Linked DNA regions of Hordeum vulgare: regions 2 and 3 are each linked to region 1. A link is a contact called in public Hi-C data. All regions are on one chromosome and are shown on one strand. The core of a region is the stretch at or near the end of the contact, and the rest is flanking DNA. Distances in the headings are between cores, read along the strand shown.

The links. A called contact is a pair of places that touch in the nucleus more often than the background predicts.
Region 2: a Hi-C map of leaf shows a contact between it and region 1, with 4 times the contacts expected there. The contact joins the enhancer-like site here to the promoter of LOC123399738 in region 1. A contact is called at or near these places in 2 of 6 Hi-C or Micro-C datasets (leaf and seedling).
Region 3: a contact with region 1 is called in a Hi-C map of leaf, with 3 times the contacts expected there. The contact joins the promoter of LOC123399328 here to the promoter of LOC123399738 in region 1. A contact is called at or near these places in 3 of 6 Hi-C or Micro-C datasets (leaf and seedling).

Annotation. Positions count from the first base shown.
Region 1 is chr5H:108,953,543-108,958,609 of MorexV3_pseudomolecules_assembly, forward strand. It overlaps LOC123399738, which reads left to right and starts at 3,165. Exons shown (of 11, transcript XM_045094123.1): 1 at 3,165-3,419; 2 at 3,631-3,942; 3 at 4,027-4,223; 4 at 4,503-4,952. The coding sequence starts at 3,639.
Region 2 is chr5H:108,057,238-108,062,304 of MorexV3_pseudomolecules_assembly, forward strand. It overlaps LOC123395488, which reads left to right. Exons shown (of 2, transcript XM_045090493.1): 2 at 809-1,370. The coding sequence ends at 855. Among protein-coding and RNA genes, the nearest start is that of LOC123395488, 32 kb to the left of the region's middle. Within about 2 kb of position 2,069, at least 2 of the 3 cell types and tissues checked have open chromatin away from gene starts, as enhancers often do. A contact at or near this core is called in leaf, where this site is marked.
Region 3 is chr5H:108,281,383-108,286,449 of MorexV3_pseudomolecules_assembly, forward strand. It overlaps LOC123399328, which reads right to left and starts at 2,931. Exons shown (of 13, transcript XM_045093741.1): 1 at 2,509-2,931; 2 at 2,330-2,378; 3 at 1,622-1,659; 4 at 781-829; 5 at 633-682; 6 at 1-412. The coding sequence starts at 2,672.

The DNA of each region.
Region 1 (5,067 bases), core at 1,915-4,414:
TCTTTAATGCACCACTCGGTGTGCTGCACCTCGAGCGTCGCCTGTGGATGTTGCGAACATCTGAAATACACGTTTTTGATGACTAAAACAACAACAACAACAACAACAACAACAACGCCTTTAGTCCCAAACAAATCGGGGTAGGCTAGAGGTGAAACTCACAAAATCTCGTGACCAACTCATGGTTCTCGCATATGGATAGCAAACTTCCACGTATCCCTGTTCATGACTAGTTCTTTGGTGATGCTCCAATTCTTCAAATCTCTCTTTACAAACTCTTTTCATGTCAAATTCGGTCTATCCCGACCTCTTTTGACATTATTAGCACGTTTTAGCCGTCCGGTATGCAGCGGAACTGCTGAAGGCTTGCACTAAATATGGCCAAACCATCTCAGACAATGCTGGACAAGTTTCTCTTTAATCCATGCTACCCAAACTCTATCTCGTATATCATTATTTTGGATTTGGTCCTTCCTTGTGTTGTCACACATTCATCTCAACATATGCATCTCCGCCATGCCTAACTGTTGCACATGTCGTCTTTTAGTCCATCAACACTCAACATCATACAACATTACGGATCAAACCGATGTTCTATAAATCTTGCCTTTTAACTTTGGCGGGTGCTACCGATCAATCGGTTGATAACAGCTAAACTTAAGCCGCCTCAACCACCGTTTGATCTAAGCTGATCTGACGTGTCGGATGCGATGATTGGCATCTTTGTGCAGCCTCGCGCCAAGCAAAACTCCACGCCATGTGGGACGTTTGGGGCCATTCAAATTGCCGCTCACACACACACTCGACACGTACAGGACACCACGCGAAGGTCACGTGGCTCGGCATCATCACATACAAACAACTCCCAAACAAAATGTTAAAGTAATAAACAATCTTATGCTACAAATATTTCTTTACACGGCTGATCATGCAATTTACTCTTTCCGTTTCTAAATATAAGTCTTTTTTAAGCTTTCACTAGTAAACTACATTAAGATGTATATAAACATATTTTAGAATATAGATTCATCCATTTTACTTCGTATGTAATCTTCTAGTATAATCTCTAGAAAGACTTATATTTAAAAGGAGGAAGTAGTTGTTAAGAATTTTTGTTTGTACACAACACATAAATGTTTTGCTTGACGCCGCATAGATCTAGGAGAAAACATTAAAAATGCAAAGGATGTAGCAAGTATTTCCAACGATCACGATAAACGAGTTGTAACTCAACGGAAGAAGATTGTTACAATTGGGTCGTCCAGCTTCTATGCACCAGCAAAGCTAACGTTGACCAGCATGGAGCTGTAGTGACGGGGCTTTGCAGTTGTGGCTGTTAGACCCTTGTAGCATGTCACGTCCCTCTTGCATCAAATAGTAATTGTCCCTTGCAACATCCGAAGTTGTCTCTTGCAGCATCATGCGCCTTGTTCGGAGCAAGTACGATCAACCAATGCAATGTCACATGTCTCAATAACATCAATGACGACCGATCATTGTAGCGCCGTCCGTTCGCAGCAACGACTATCAGCCATGGCAAAGTTGCGCATCCACAACAATGAGAATCATCCATTTCTTCGTTGTGCGTCCCAGTCACAACAACAATGAACGATCCTTGAAGCGTCGCGCCCTCGTACTAGTGACAACCGGCCGTTGCAGTGTGCAGCGTCGTGCGTCCGCAACAATGACAACCGAACATTGCAGCATCGTGCGTCGTGCATGTGATCGTAGCGACAACGATCGTTCCTTACAGCGTAACGTGTTTTGATGGCAAGAACGACGAGCGACCCTTGCATCACCGCGCGTCCGTGGCAAGGACAACTGACCATTGCAACATCATGCGCCCGCAACAATGACAACCGACCATTGTAGCATGTGCGTCTGATCGCAGTGACAATGACCGGTCCTTGTAGCGTCTTGCACTATGATTGCAACAACAACGAGTACTGATCCTTGTAGAGTTGTGCATTCCGATCGCACAACGATGACCAGTCCTTGCAGCATCGCGAATCCCACTCACAACAACGACGACCAACCATTGCAGCACCGCGCGTGCCGACACATCAATGGTGATTGATCATCATAGTGCCTCGTGTTCCATTAGCAACAATTACAGCTGGCTATTGTAGCGTCGCACAACCAACAACTATGACTCGCTATTTTAACGTCGCACATCCCGATCATGGCAAGAACGACCAATCATTGCAGCGTCACCCCTCCTGCTTGCAGCAATGATAACCAACCGTTGCAGCACTTCTCGTAACAACTCCGACAACCTTGGAAAAGCAGTTGGTGCCACCTAGTAGCGCTCATCTAGATGGCCTCACAACACAACAACCCTAGAAGTGTCGTCGACCGTTGTTGTGGCGCCACTCGCAATAGGGGCCATCTGCCTTAGGAGGAGCGGGCGTCGGGCAACGTAAAAAAGGGAAAAAGGGCGGAGAGAAAATATGTAGATTGGATAATTCAGCTCAAGATAAGGTTGGGACCGAAAATATGTTGCATAAGAGAGACCATTGATGCGAGCTAAAAAATTTCAGAAATTAGTTGGTGGGTCTAAATATTGCAAATGCCTCAAAAAGGCTGATTTTGTTGCCAAATATTGGTTTCTATTTACACCTTTCTTTGTTGTGATAATGACAGCAACGACGCTGCCACTTTTTTGCTTTAGGAGTGAGTAGGCAAGTAGCTACTAGCTAGCTTAGCAGTGTGCCGTTGAAACGTCAAAACAACGTGTTCGTGTGAATGCTGAGCTCGCAGACCACAGAAACTGAAAAAGGCAGAGAACCACGTATGAACACAGTGCAGCTTGCGCCAAAAAGAAATACGATCAGCGTGATCGTACGGCCGAGCGAGCGGCTGACATGTCTGTTAAAATCAGTCGGATGATTCCAAGGTTTTTCCTTTAACTTTTAGCGGGCAATTATCTACTGTACTTGCTTAAAAAAAGGAATCGACAAAAAACTAGCCTAGGGAAAACGTTTCCGAAAAGGACACGAATAGAAAACCGGCTCCCTGCGCCGCGCTACTGGACCGGCCCACCTCGGGTGCCTTGTAGGCGAGGTGGGCCTATTCGGGCGCCCGTCCGTATGTGCGAATGTCCTTGCTCGGTGCGTTCGTGGGCTGGGGTTTATCCGAGGTCGTCACAAGGTCGGCTTCGGTCGGAGGGGTTTGCCATTGCCATTGCCATTGCCTTCTCCGGCCGCCGTGCGTTCGTTGTTTCCGCCTCTCGAGGTTCCGGCCGTGCGGTCGTTGTTTGGTTCGGTGGGCGGCCCCGCGGCTGCGCGGGGTCGCTTCTGCGGGCTTGGTCGCCATCGGCGGCGGCTCGGTGGTCGCGGTCGCCGGTCTTCCTTCTTGCCCCGTGGCCCCGCCCTTTGTTCTCCGTTAGGTGCCGTCGACGGGCAGGCGGGCCTTCCTTGGTGAGTGCCTTCGCTTCTCTATTGTATTTTCCCTGTTGATTTGGGTGATCAGATTTGGGCTCGATAGCGGTGGGTGCTCCGTGCTCGTTCCCTATTATATTCGGTATTGATAGGCGATTTAGGGATTTTTTGTTAGGGGTTTGTGCATTGCTATTTGTCTGTACATTGTTGGTCTATGTTGATCCTCGTATCCTGCATTTACATGTACCAGAGGCAGCCATGCCAGGCGCAGCGGAGGGCCCCGTTCCGTCAAGTTTGATGGATACGCCTCTTACGGAGGAAAGAAGGGCGGCTAGGCGAGTTCGCCGGAGAGTTTGCCCCTCTGGCTCGCCAACTGCTCCGACTCATGGCGGGTCAGACGACGCACAAGAAATGAGCACAGATTCTACCGAGGTATCAAGCAGTGATTGTTACATTCAGTTGTCAAGTGAAAGTTCAGACGACGGATACGAAAATAGAAGCTCGGGCCATCGCAGAAAACGACGCAAGACGTCTGTGATATCCTCTGCATCCGAGCAATCAGGTGATGTCAGTTTAGTTGCTTGCACATCCGTGTCAGAACTTTAAATTGTTATTACAGTCCCTTTACCTGTGAAGATTTGTACAGGGGAAGACAGTCCTTCTGCATACGAGTCTCTTGAGTCGGATGATGTTCAGATAACTCCAGGGCAAGATTATGTGTTACCGCAAAGGTGTGATCTATCTAACGCCGAAAAGAACAGAGTAGTTGCGCTTATCAAAGAAATCAAACCTAAAGTTACTGTTTTTGTGGCTATCATGTTGAGGTCTTACTCTTCATATGTGGTAAGTTCACTCTTCTCTTCTGTTGAGTGCACAGCACACTGCTTTCAGTCTCAACTCTTTGTTGCTTGCTCTGATGTGCTACATTCATGTTTTCAATGTTATTGAAGAATTACATTATCTGCAAACTTTCATGACCTTTGGAGAACTTATGGATAAAAAATATATTTTTTCTTGCTTGTCAGTGGAAACAATACACCTTTTGGGTTCCAAGCTTAAGTTTGGTATATTATTGTCTTCTTGTTTGACAATGGCATAACATTCTGTTCCATCTGTGGGCAGACCATTCCTAAGGATTACGCTGTTGAGCACTTTCCACATGAAAGTGCAACCGTCACGCTCCAGAGTCCAGGCAAGAACAAGAAATGGCATCCCAGATTCTACAAGAAAGGAACTATGATCAAGCTTACGGGCACTTGGTTACACTTTGTGCGTGATAATGGTGTGCATGTGGGAGATATCTGCATTTTTGTACCCGCAAAAGGTGGAAAACCATTCACGTTTACAGTCCATCTACTTCCCAAAGAAACAACTGATTCTCAAACTGAAGTTTCTCATGAATCTTCGGAGTGTGAGGACTCTCATGGTCAGCCGCCCTACGTTTTACCATATGGAGCCCGTCTATCTCCCTCTGAGAGGAGTGCCGTTCAAAAGAAAGTGCACTCCATCCAATCTGAAGTTCCAATTTACGTGTCAATCATGACAAAGAGCAACCTTGGTTCCAGGCACATGGTAGTAAGCTAATTCCCCTTTTAATATTGATTGGTACCTTTTGATCTTTATTAACTTTTTTTAAGAGTGTATGATTCTTGACCTTCCTACAAGAAACTATATTTGGTTAACTATA
Region 2 (5,067 bases), core at 819-3,318, 900 kb before region 1:
CATGATACAAACTTCTGAGCATACATTCTTTGATAAGAATTGAATGATGTGATCTGTATAGGTATGGAATACTTGAGCCTTTTGCATATTTTTTTACTGGCAGTAGTTCAACAATTTACAGTTAGTATTTTAAGGAAGAGTACTTGCATGTGTGGATCTTTTCTTTTATGTCAGTGCAAGACCTTATACAATTTTAAATGAGGTAAATGAGGCACGCTTTCGATTTCCTTAAGCAGGTTGAGGTATTTCACTTAGTTGTATTTGTGTGTTAGTATGCTACATGCTCATTCAGATCCTTGCTCATCAAAGAATCATTCAAACCAAATGCTGAATCTTGATAGTGCCTTTCTGTTCTGCGATTACTTGTTCCAGGATTAGTACATTTACTTGTTGCAGCCAACAACTCTCTAATATCCTGTATCAGGATCTGTTGATTACTTGTTTCAGGACCTGATCTTGGATATGCCTAGTGTTACACACAAGAAAAATCTTCTCGTGGCTGTAACTTGTTCTTATGCATTACTGTTTTTTTATAAACTAGCTAGCTGTTGCCTGCAGTGCAAATTTGCTTTCCTGTTGGTGACTCCAGTGAGTTTGTCAACAGTCATGAGCTCAAGTGTCATGTAGGTGATTTGCAACTCTGGTTTGGCCTAGCATTTAGTAAACTAAATCCTGAGTAACAGGTATGGTGATAATAGTGAGTGTAAACTGAAGACAGTCAAACACTTAATGTAAAAATGTTGTTGTTTCAAATTTTGTGGTACTATAGTACTAGGATGTTTGTTGAAGTGGTGGACACATATAGCAGGATGTGGGACAACCTGCGGGTGTCCCACCTACAGGCTGAGTCTCTGAGCAAGCGAAGCCAGATGTTAAGCTAGGCACAGGACAGTGACTTAATTTGATGACTGCTACTGCTGCACTGGTGTTCTCCGTCTCTGGTCACTGATTTGTTCCGACGGATACGTAAAGGATGTGCCTCAAGGACCTTCCCTTCCACCAGCCTATACCATACCAACATAGCGCCTTTTTTAGTATTTTTTTAGAACTATTACCTTTTTTAGTGTCTTTTTTAGTCGATCGCTTGGACTTGGAGCTTGTATCACGGTGCCGCGGAGGGTTATGTTCCCCGAATTGAGATGTAATACAATAGCACAATTGGACTGGCACAATACAGTAGCGTCGCACATGTCTTCCTGTTTTTTTTAATCTGTTTTACATGGTTTGTTTGCTTGTTCTTTTTCCAATATCTTTCCTCACTTATTTTGTTTTCTTTTTTTAGTAACAAATGTCTAGTTCTTTTCACACACTATATCTATTTTTGTACACATCAGGACCATTATTTATACAAGTCTACCATTTTTCAGATACATGATTACCATTTCTTCAAATAAATATTTTAATTTCTTATTTATTTTCGTATATGTTGTATTTTTTATGCATCTGAAACATTATTTGTATTCATGTTTATTATTTTTCAAATACATTATCAACTTTTTTTAAATGCATGTTTTAATGTCTACTTTTTTCATACAAATTGCAACATTTTGACTACACATCTGAAACAATATTTTTAAACACGCACAACATTTTCCAAATACATGATTAAAATATTATTTCAAATACATGCTATGATGTTTATTTCTTTTCATACACGTTGTACATCTTTCTTATACATCTGAAAGACTGAAACGTATATATTTTTCGAGTATAAGATTTTTCAAAAATGTCACATGTATTCTTTGAAACAAATGAAGTTTTTTAAATGTCATTCACATTTCTTTAAGGCTACCAATACTTTTTAAAATACATGCTTACAAAAATTATATACTATTTTTTTCCAATTTATGGTGGACATTATTAACTTTAGGGAATATATATATTTATACATAAAAAATGAAAATAAAAAAGGAGGAAAAATAACACAGACGTGTGATTTGCGTGTGGGACAAAGAAGTCACGCAACTCCCTAGCACCATGGGGCGGCTGGCCCATATACAGAAGGAAGGGTTGTATGTGATCCGTCTTTTTTTACCATGGAAACAGTAGGAGACCCTTCTACTCCATTTTGGAGAGTCACTGTTCGACGCCCACAGGCGGCGTCCAATAGACGCGCTGACGTACAGGGCGTGCGCAAATGACCGGCCCTGTAAGAGGAACTGTAGCGACAGAAGTACTGTAACAGTTGTTTGGCTGTAGCAAACCAATTTTTTTTTATTTTCCAAAATTGGGGTTTAATGTTTATTTTGAACCTCTTATTTTTACATAGTTTTATGTAATATAATAACATTAATAGTATATGGTTAACATTTTTCAAAAATACACTGAAATTGATTTTATAATACAGTGAACTTTTTTGTAATATATGGTTGACATTTATCAAAAACGCACTGATCATTTTACTAAATACAGAATGAGTATTTTTTAATAAAGTGAACTTTTTTTGTAATACATGTTGAACATTTCTAAATACACATTGAACTTTTTCGTAATGTAGAATGAACCTTTTTTTAATACATGTTGAACTCTTTGTATTATATGATGAAAAATACACTTAAAACTTTGTAATGCATGGTAAAAAATCATAATACATGATGAAGTATTTTGTAAATATATGGCAACATTTTCATAATATATGATGAACATTTTTCTAATACGCGGTGGATATTTTGTATAATACACAAAAAACAGCAAAAAAGATAAACAAAAGGAAAAAATAAAGCAAAACGGAAAAAACAGTAGAAAACTATAACGTGGAAGAAGATGAAAAAAACGAAAGAAACAATAGCGAATGAAGTAACAGCATGAACCGTGTAGTCGGTCGGTCCAACTTGCTTTAATGTCTGCATTTGCTTGATAGTTTGACGCCCATGGGCGGCAAATAGAAATCGGCTGCATTTTGCTTTTCTATCTCAAAAGAATAAGTATATATTTACATGTGAAGTCCTCACACACCACTTTGGGTGTGTGGAAAAAGGTAAAGAAGTGGCTACACTAGTAGGTGGTGTTCAGGTATGCACACACGTAAAGGTAGTCATAAACTGCTCCTTTTCTTCTTCAGAGACTCTAAATCTCAGATTGAAGAAGTCTTGGTTAAATCTTTCCTTCCACGAGAAGAAAGTTGTTGGTATTGCATGGAAATAATTGTTATTACGTTCCTTTCGAAGGCTCAAGGCCGCCACTAGAAGATGTCCATGAACATGCCCCTCCTCCACTTGTTTTTTCTAGCCTCAACAATTTGTAGTATATCCCCAATCGGTGGTCACTGAACATCCAGAGATTGCCAACATGCTAGGCTAAAGGTGCATTGAATGAACAGATGCTCAACTGTATCTTCACCGTGTGTTTCACACAGAAGACAATCCAGGTTGTTTCCATTGTCGTAGTGTCTCTGTTTGAGTATGTTTCTAGTGTTTATTTTGTTGGAAAGGAGGAGCCATCCAAAACCCCTAAGTTTGGGGGTGCTCTTGGACTTCCATAGCCATTTGAAGGCCTCGTGCACTATTACATCTTTCAAGTAGTAAGCATAGTACGCCGCTGCCTTGAATTCATTCGCCTCCCAGATGTAGGACCATTTGTAATTGCTGAATCTTGAAATATCAGTGTCTCTTAGATCCACTTGCAGTTGCTTCACTTCATCATGGTCTTGAACAAATAGTAGGGGGTGGAAGGCGGTTCATAGTTCTCAAGTGAGAAGAAAGCTTCTCACTGATGCATCTAGGATTGTAGTATACGAAAAGGCCCTTGGATACTTATTAGCGAGTATTACTTTATGTCGTACATCCTTACAGAAGAGTGATGTAGTGCCACACTTAATCTGCACCATGGAGATCTCTTTGAAGAACAAACTAAGTTGCATGACATCGCGCCACCAAAAGGATCCACACAGGTCCGTTGCATGGGGGATCACGTGTGAATAATAGGTGTTCTAGACCAAGTTCACCATGGAACAATTGTTGAACTTGTGTAAGAATTTGAATAGCAATGCGTCATTTTGCACTTGTAGGTTTAGAACTCCAATGCCACCGTTTGGGTTGACAAACCATTTTCCATGAAGTAAGGGAGTTGCATTTAGGCCCATCGTCTGCTTTCTTGTTCATATGCAATGCTTATGATTTTATCCAGTTGAGGCGAATAATGCACATAGTGAATATTGTCAAGGATGTGATTGGCGAATTCAGCAGCGATAACTTTCCATCATATAACATGAGGGACATAGTAGTTGTAATTTTACGTTCAGCACGGCATACCAGTGGCATAAGGTATTGTACAATGGGTTTTTTGGTTCCGAGGGGGAGACCGGGGTACGTAAAAGGCATGCTTGCAATGGAGCACCCGAAGATGGAGGCAATATGGTTACATAGATCACTCTTGGTGTTGATCGGGACCAGTGTGGACTTTTCAAAGTTGATCTTCAGACCAATGGGCGTGGCAAAGTCGATAGGATGTTCTTCATCAAAGTGGCTTGCCTTTTGCATCCAGGCATGATGACGATGGTGTCGTCCGCGTACAAAATCACCGGATAGTCCATGCCACCACATGGGGGAATTGGTTGGTGTAGAAGGTTCTGACTGTAACTGTCATTGACGGCAGATTATATCAAGTTGACAACAAAAACAAAAATTAGGGGTGACAAAGGGTGGTTACCCTTATGCACCCCTTTGTGGCAATGGAATTGACGGCCTGGGACACCATTCAAGAGGATATATGATTTTCCCGAAGGGAAGATGCATTGGACCCAACTAATCCATTTGTCATTGAATCCCATTTGCTACATAATTAGAGTGTTTAATTGTATAAAAGGCTTTCACAAAATCCAGCTTGAGAAGAACGGTTTTGTTTTTGGAGGCTTGGCATTGGTGGATAAATTGGGTCTTACGATCCACCAAGTTAGTCTAGCTATATCCTCAAGATACATATTATCATCACAACATGCATTGCCAACAAATCATATATCTTGGAACGATCCTTCCTATGTCATCGGGGTTCCGGTGCTAGCTTTAAGAATGAAGGATACTTGTTCACTGTAATCACTTGTTCCATAAGGAACCCGATGCTAAGAAGGGT
Region 3 (5,067 bases), core at 1,681-4,180, 670 kb before region 1:
TGCTCCCACGACGAACTTCCTACTGCGAGTCCTGGATGATCCTTCTTTGAAACGAATCCTGCCGAAGGAGGCCTCTCCATTGTTCAGCCATACACTGCAATCGCCCCCTAACACAAACCCGTGTCCGTCCCGACCTTGCACGATTTGGCTATTGAACTCCTCTCCGGTCCAGTTTCCCCGGCAATCGTTGCAGAAGTCGCCACGGAGAACCAGGATCTCAATTTTCAGTTTCGAAAGCGGCCCTTCCTTGACCATGTTATCACCATTAAAGATGCCAATCCTGATAGCCGCATTGCTCTCAGATGTTATGTTCTTATCTGTGTAAACTGGAGTCTTCAGGCCATCCAGGAAACACAGGCGAATGTTGGTGTTTGGTTCACACGGAATGGCACTCTCCTGATATGACTCTGATCTGAAGCAGAAACATGAACGGCATTGTGATAATTATTGGATTGACATTTTCTGAATTTAACATTCACATACTACTTTGTTCCATTAAGGGACCATCAGATGGGTATTGTGAACTACTACATAAATGGCATCTTGACAACGGGGAAATATTAAATATTTCAAGACGAGATTAAAAATGAAGGAACAAACAGCGGACCCGGCGCGACTACAGATCATCCTACCTTGGGTGTTGATCAGCATGTTGGTCGGAACGCAAACAAGCCAATTTCTTCTGCAGTTTTTACACGACAAAACAACTGTGAGCAACAAATACCAGAAAAAAAAGGACGGCCATGTTAAGACATTATTTTAGAGTAATATGAATCTAACCACTTCATGGCTTATATCCTCCATCTGCTGCTGTAAACTTTCCAATTTGCTAAGACCAAAGAGCATAGAGACAAGACAGAACCACATGTAAGCATTTTTTTTCTTCCGAAATAATGAAACTTGCAAAGCTTGCATATTTTCATTAAGAGAAGAACATGCGGATGGTTCATGGAACTCATGAGTACATCATCACATAAAAAATGGTATAACTATTTGTAATTAAACCCAATGAATTACTACCCACATCCTTCCTCAGATTCACTTTTAATTATCCAAATGGTCTACAATATACAACCTTGATCATCAAAAAATGGATCGCATTGTAACTATTTATCACAAGTGCAATTATTTCCTTTTGTCATTAAATACATGTCACAGAAGATATCACGAAATCTTGAAATGCAAATTCAGGGAAAAGGAGCGGAGTGCCCTACTGCCCTTGATGTATAAATGTTCCTAGCAAATATGCAAACCACTTGCCTACATGTGGATCTAATATAGGCCCCTGAAGAAGCTCGGGTGAACCCCCACCCCACCACACACATACACACCCAACCCCTCCAGCAGTTTATGCCTACCCAATTACTTATTAGTGCAGCTGCATTATTTAGAAGAATTGAGTCGCACAATCTCCATCAATGCACGGGGTACATGAAACACTTGTGTGTTTTTTGGCACAAGTTCCTATACACTACATATTATGTTGCCCGTGTTTTGAGAAAAATGGAACTGATGTTTTGACCCTGCAAATAAACACATTACTCGAAGATAATGAGAACACTGATTGTATTTTATTGAACAAAACTAGAATACCATATTAGAATATGGAAAATATTCTTACCTCATGATAAGAATCTGAACCTTGTGAAGTTTCTGAACCTATATGGGAGTACATTATCAGCCACAACAGGAACAGAATAAGGGGGAGATAGCCAAATAAGTCAAACTATATGAATACATAAAATGCAAGCAAATACATTATTTTGTACAAAGAATTATTCATGCAAAACCAAGAACTAATCTAAAAAAAAAAGAACTATACCTTAAAGGTGCTGAAAGTGTATATAGAAAATGCAGTCAATATGTACTAACAGTATGCGCAAAAACTTATTTGGCCGGAAAAGAGAGTGCATCATGTTGTATACACATCGTGAATCTGGTCCATTGATTATTATATTTATTTTTGGGATATGTACATTAACTAGGCTTCAGTCACAAAATATTCTTTCACATGGTGTGCTTCACTTTAGTAAACCAAAAGTAAAATTTTAAAAAATAAATAAAAATAATAGGCGAATCAACCTGTTATTGAATGGTTAGAAGGACTTTGCTTTATATATAAAGTAGCGAAAGCCTTTTTCGGTAATGGTTAGAAATACAAGCTGAAGTCCGAGATTTGATATTGGTGCTTATATTTTTTTGGTTTTATATTAATAGGAAGTTGGTACAAAATCTCGGTATTTTACAGCAGGTGAATTACTGGTTGTAAATTTCAAGCAAAAACATGTAAATAAAGAAAACGAAAGCTATATTTGATGTGTGAGCTCACCATGCGACCAATCTGCGACATACTTTCTGTCACCGTCATCTTTTCGCTCCTGCACACACACACACATCCACACGGCCACACCCATAAATTGGCGGGGACAGAAGAAATTAAAAAAAAAAAGATCAAGAAACAGAGCTCAGACAAGAGCAGGTAGCCAGCGAAGAGCGAAGGGGACATACGTTCGCACAAGAAAGAGCACGACGAACACTGTCTGCCGCAGCAGCCGCTTTCCCGGCGACGCTGGCTCGCTGCCGCCGGCGGAGGCAGCTCGAGGGACCCCCACGCGCAGGCGCTTCGCCGAGCCCTGGGCGCTGGCCAAGGCCAGCTCCCTCTTGGGCGCCATGCCCTTTTCCTCTCTGTTTTTTTCCTTTCTTCCGCTCAGTTTTCTCTCGTGCACAAGAGCAAAGGAGAGAAGAGTGGATTATGTGGCGGGTGCTGCTCTCGCCTGCAGTGTCTGGTCCGGTTATATAGGCGAGAGCACGGCGACGACTGACGGAGCCAGTTGAGTCTGCCACTTCACTCGCCCGCGCCACGACGCGGCGGAAAATGCAAGGAATCTGGTTTCGTTCATCGACACGTAGGGCTGTTTGGTTTATGCCGAGTTAAGTGGCATAAAACTATTATTACTATTCGGGTTATGGTTCCCAGAAACTATCAGTTTTTAATTCTGTTGACACGTCCCTAAATATAAGTCTTTTAAGACATTTCACTAAAGTCTACATATGGAATAAAATGAATGATTCTACATTTTAAAATATGTTTATATAGATCCGTATGTACTCCCTCTGTTTCAGTTTTTTAAGTCCGTCATGTGTATCTAGGTCGTTAATTTGACCAAGAGAGATATATATTAAAAATATATATCATTAAAAGCTTTAGATGTTCTACTTTTTAATGATATAATTTTTATGTTAAACAATATATTTTATATAAGTAAAATTAACGACCTAGGTACACGTGCATGCCTTATAAACGGTGATGGAGGGAGTAGTCCACTAATGAAACCTCTTTAAAAACTTATATTTAGGAACGGATGGAGTATCAAATTAGGAGTCGGGTGTTTCCATAAATGCCTGTTGTTAAAAAATTAAACATGCTTATGATAGGTCGGGCATGCATCTAAACAATCCGTCTATTTGATCGTGTGTTTAACTGTTAACTAACATGGGGCCCCACAAGTTAGATTCCTCTTCCTTTTCTCTTCTTCTTCCTCCCAGTCTCTTCTCTTCTCTCCTCTCCATCGTGTCCCACGAGCCGCGGACAATCCTCCCCCTTCCCTCCTTAGCCTTTCCATGGTCGTGGGAGGTGCTCGCCAACGTGGATGGGAGCGGTCGCAGGGGTCGGTAGGGGATGCAGGGCACGACGACGGACGCAGGGGAGGCAGGGCATGGCGGGCGATGCAGGAGAGGCAAGGCGCGACGGACGGTGTAGGCGAGGCGGCGGTCACAAGCGAGGCAGGGCGCGGCGGCCGACACAAGTGAGGCAGGGCGCTCGGGATCGAGCTCCTAGCTGCGGCGGGTGCGCCTCCTCACAAGGACCCGATTGCTTTTTCAAGAAACTTTTAGGGACATGATTATTTTTTTAAGAAACTTCTAGGGACCCGATTGCTTTTTCAGACACTGACATGTGGGCCCTGCATGTCAGTTAACGATCAAATGAATGGCCGTTTAGGTGTGGTCCCGACCTGTCATAAACATTTTTAATTTCTTAACAATGGCCATTTGTTTTTTTAAAAAAACCGACCCCTCACTTGGTAGTCATCAGCGAAAAATTAAAAATAGATAGTTTTTTGGGAACCATAGCCTGAATTGTAGTAGTTTTATGGTATTTACTCGTTTATGCCCCCAACTCACCCTATCAAAATATTGGTCACGTCCAATCCCTTAGAGCATCTACAGTCGGACTGGGCAAATCCGTCCCCCCTATACGTCCACGGACGCGTCAGGGCACGTTCATGGATGCATTTGGACGGCTTCTCATATTTCGCTCCCCGCATCCACATATCTGATATCTGGGCTTTCAAATCCATGCAAAATCATGTACATCGATCACACAAACCAATGTCGCATGTAAATAAAAAATGTTAATACCGAACATAAATATTGTTTACATAAAATTTATTTGAAGTGCACAATCAATCATCTGCTCTTTGATTTCCATTGTGGGTCCACATATGCTCCGCCAAATCATCGAGTAGTTGCGCGTGCACCTAATGATCTCGTAGATTCTGATGTGCAGAAAATTCATAAGCTCAACTACATCTTGATCTTCTAGGATTTCAACTTGTCCGAGCATTCCTCGAAACCCCCTGGCCTCTCCAATAGCCAACAACTTCTCCGTGTCATGCACATTTGGTTCTCTCAGATACTCTGCCCCAAACACCTCGACCACAACATGAGCAAACTTGTCAGTAATCTTCAGGCGTGTGCTCTCCCCCATCCTGACCATCTCACCAACAAATCCGTCGCAGTACCAAGTGCAAGCATTCTCACAACGGAAATGCACTTCTTCTTGGCAGAGAAAGATATTTGACCGCGACAATCGCTTGTGAGGTTGAAGTAGTCGTCGTGTGCCTTCACTACGTTCACAATGCTAAAAAAACAATGGTTTTCACATGCGATAATAACGACGAAACCATGAATCATCCGAGAAAGTTGGGTTCGGAGCAAAGTAATCCTTCTGCAGTAGCTTTGTTCCGGATACTCTATCCTGATTGATCACTCTTCTCCCTTTGATTG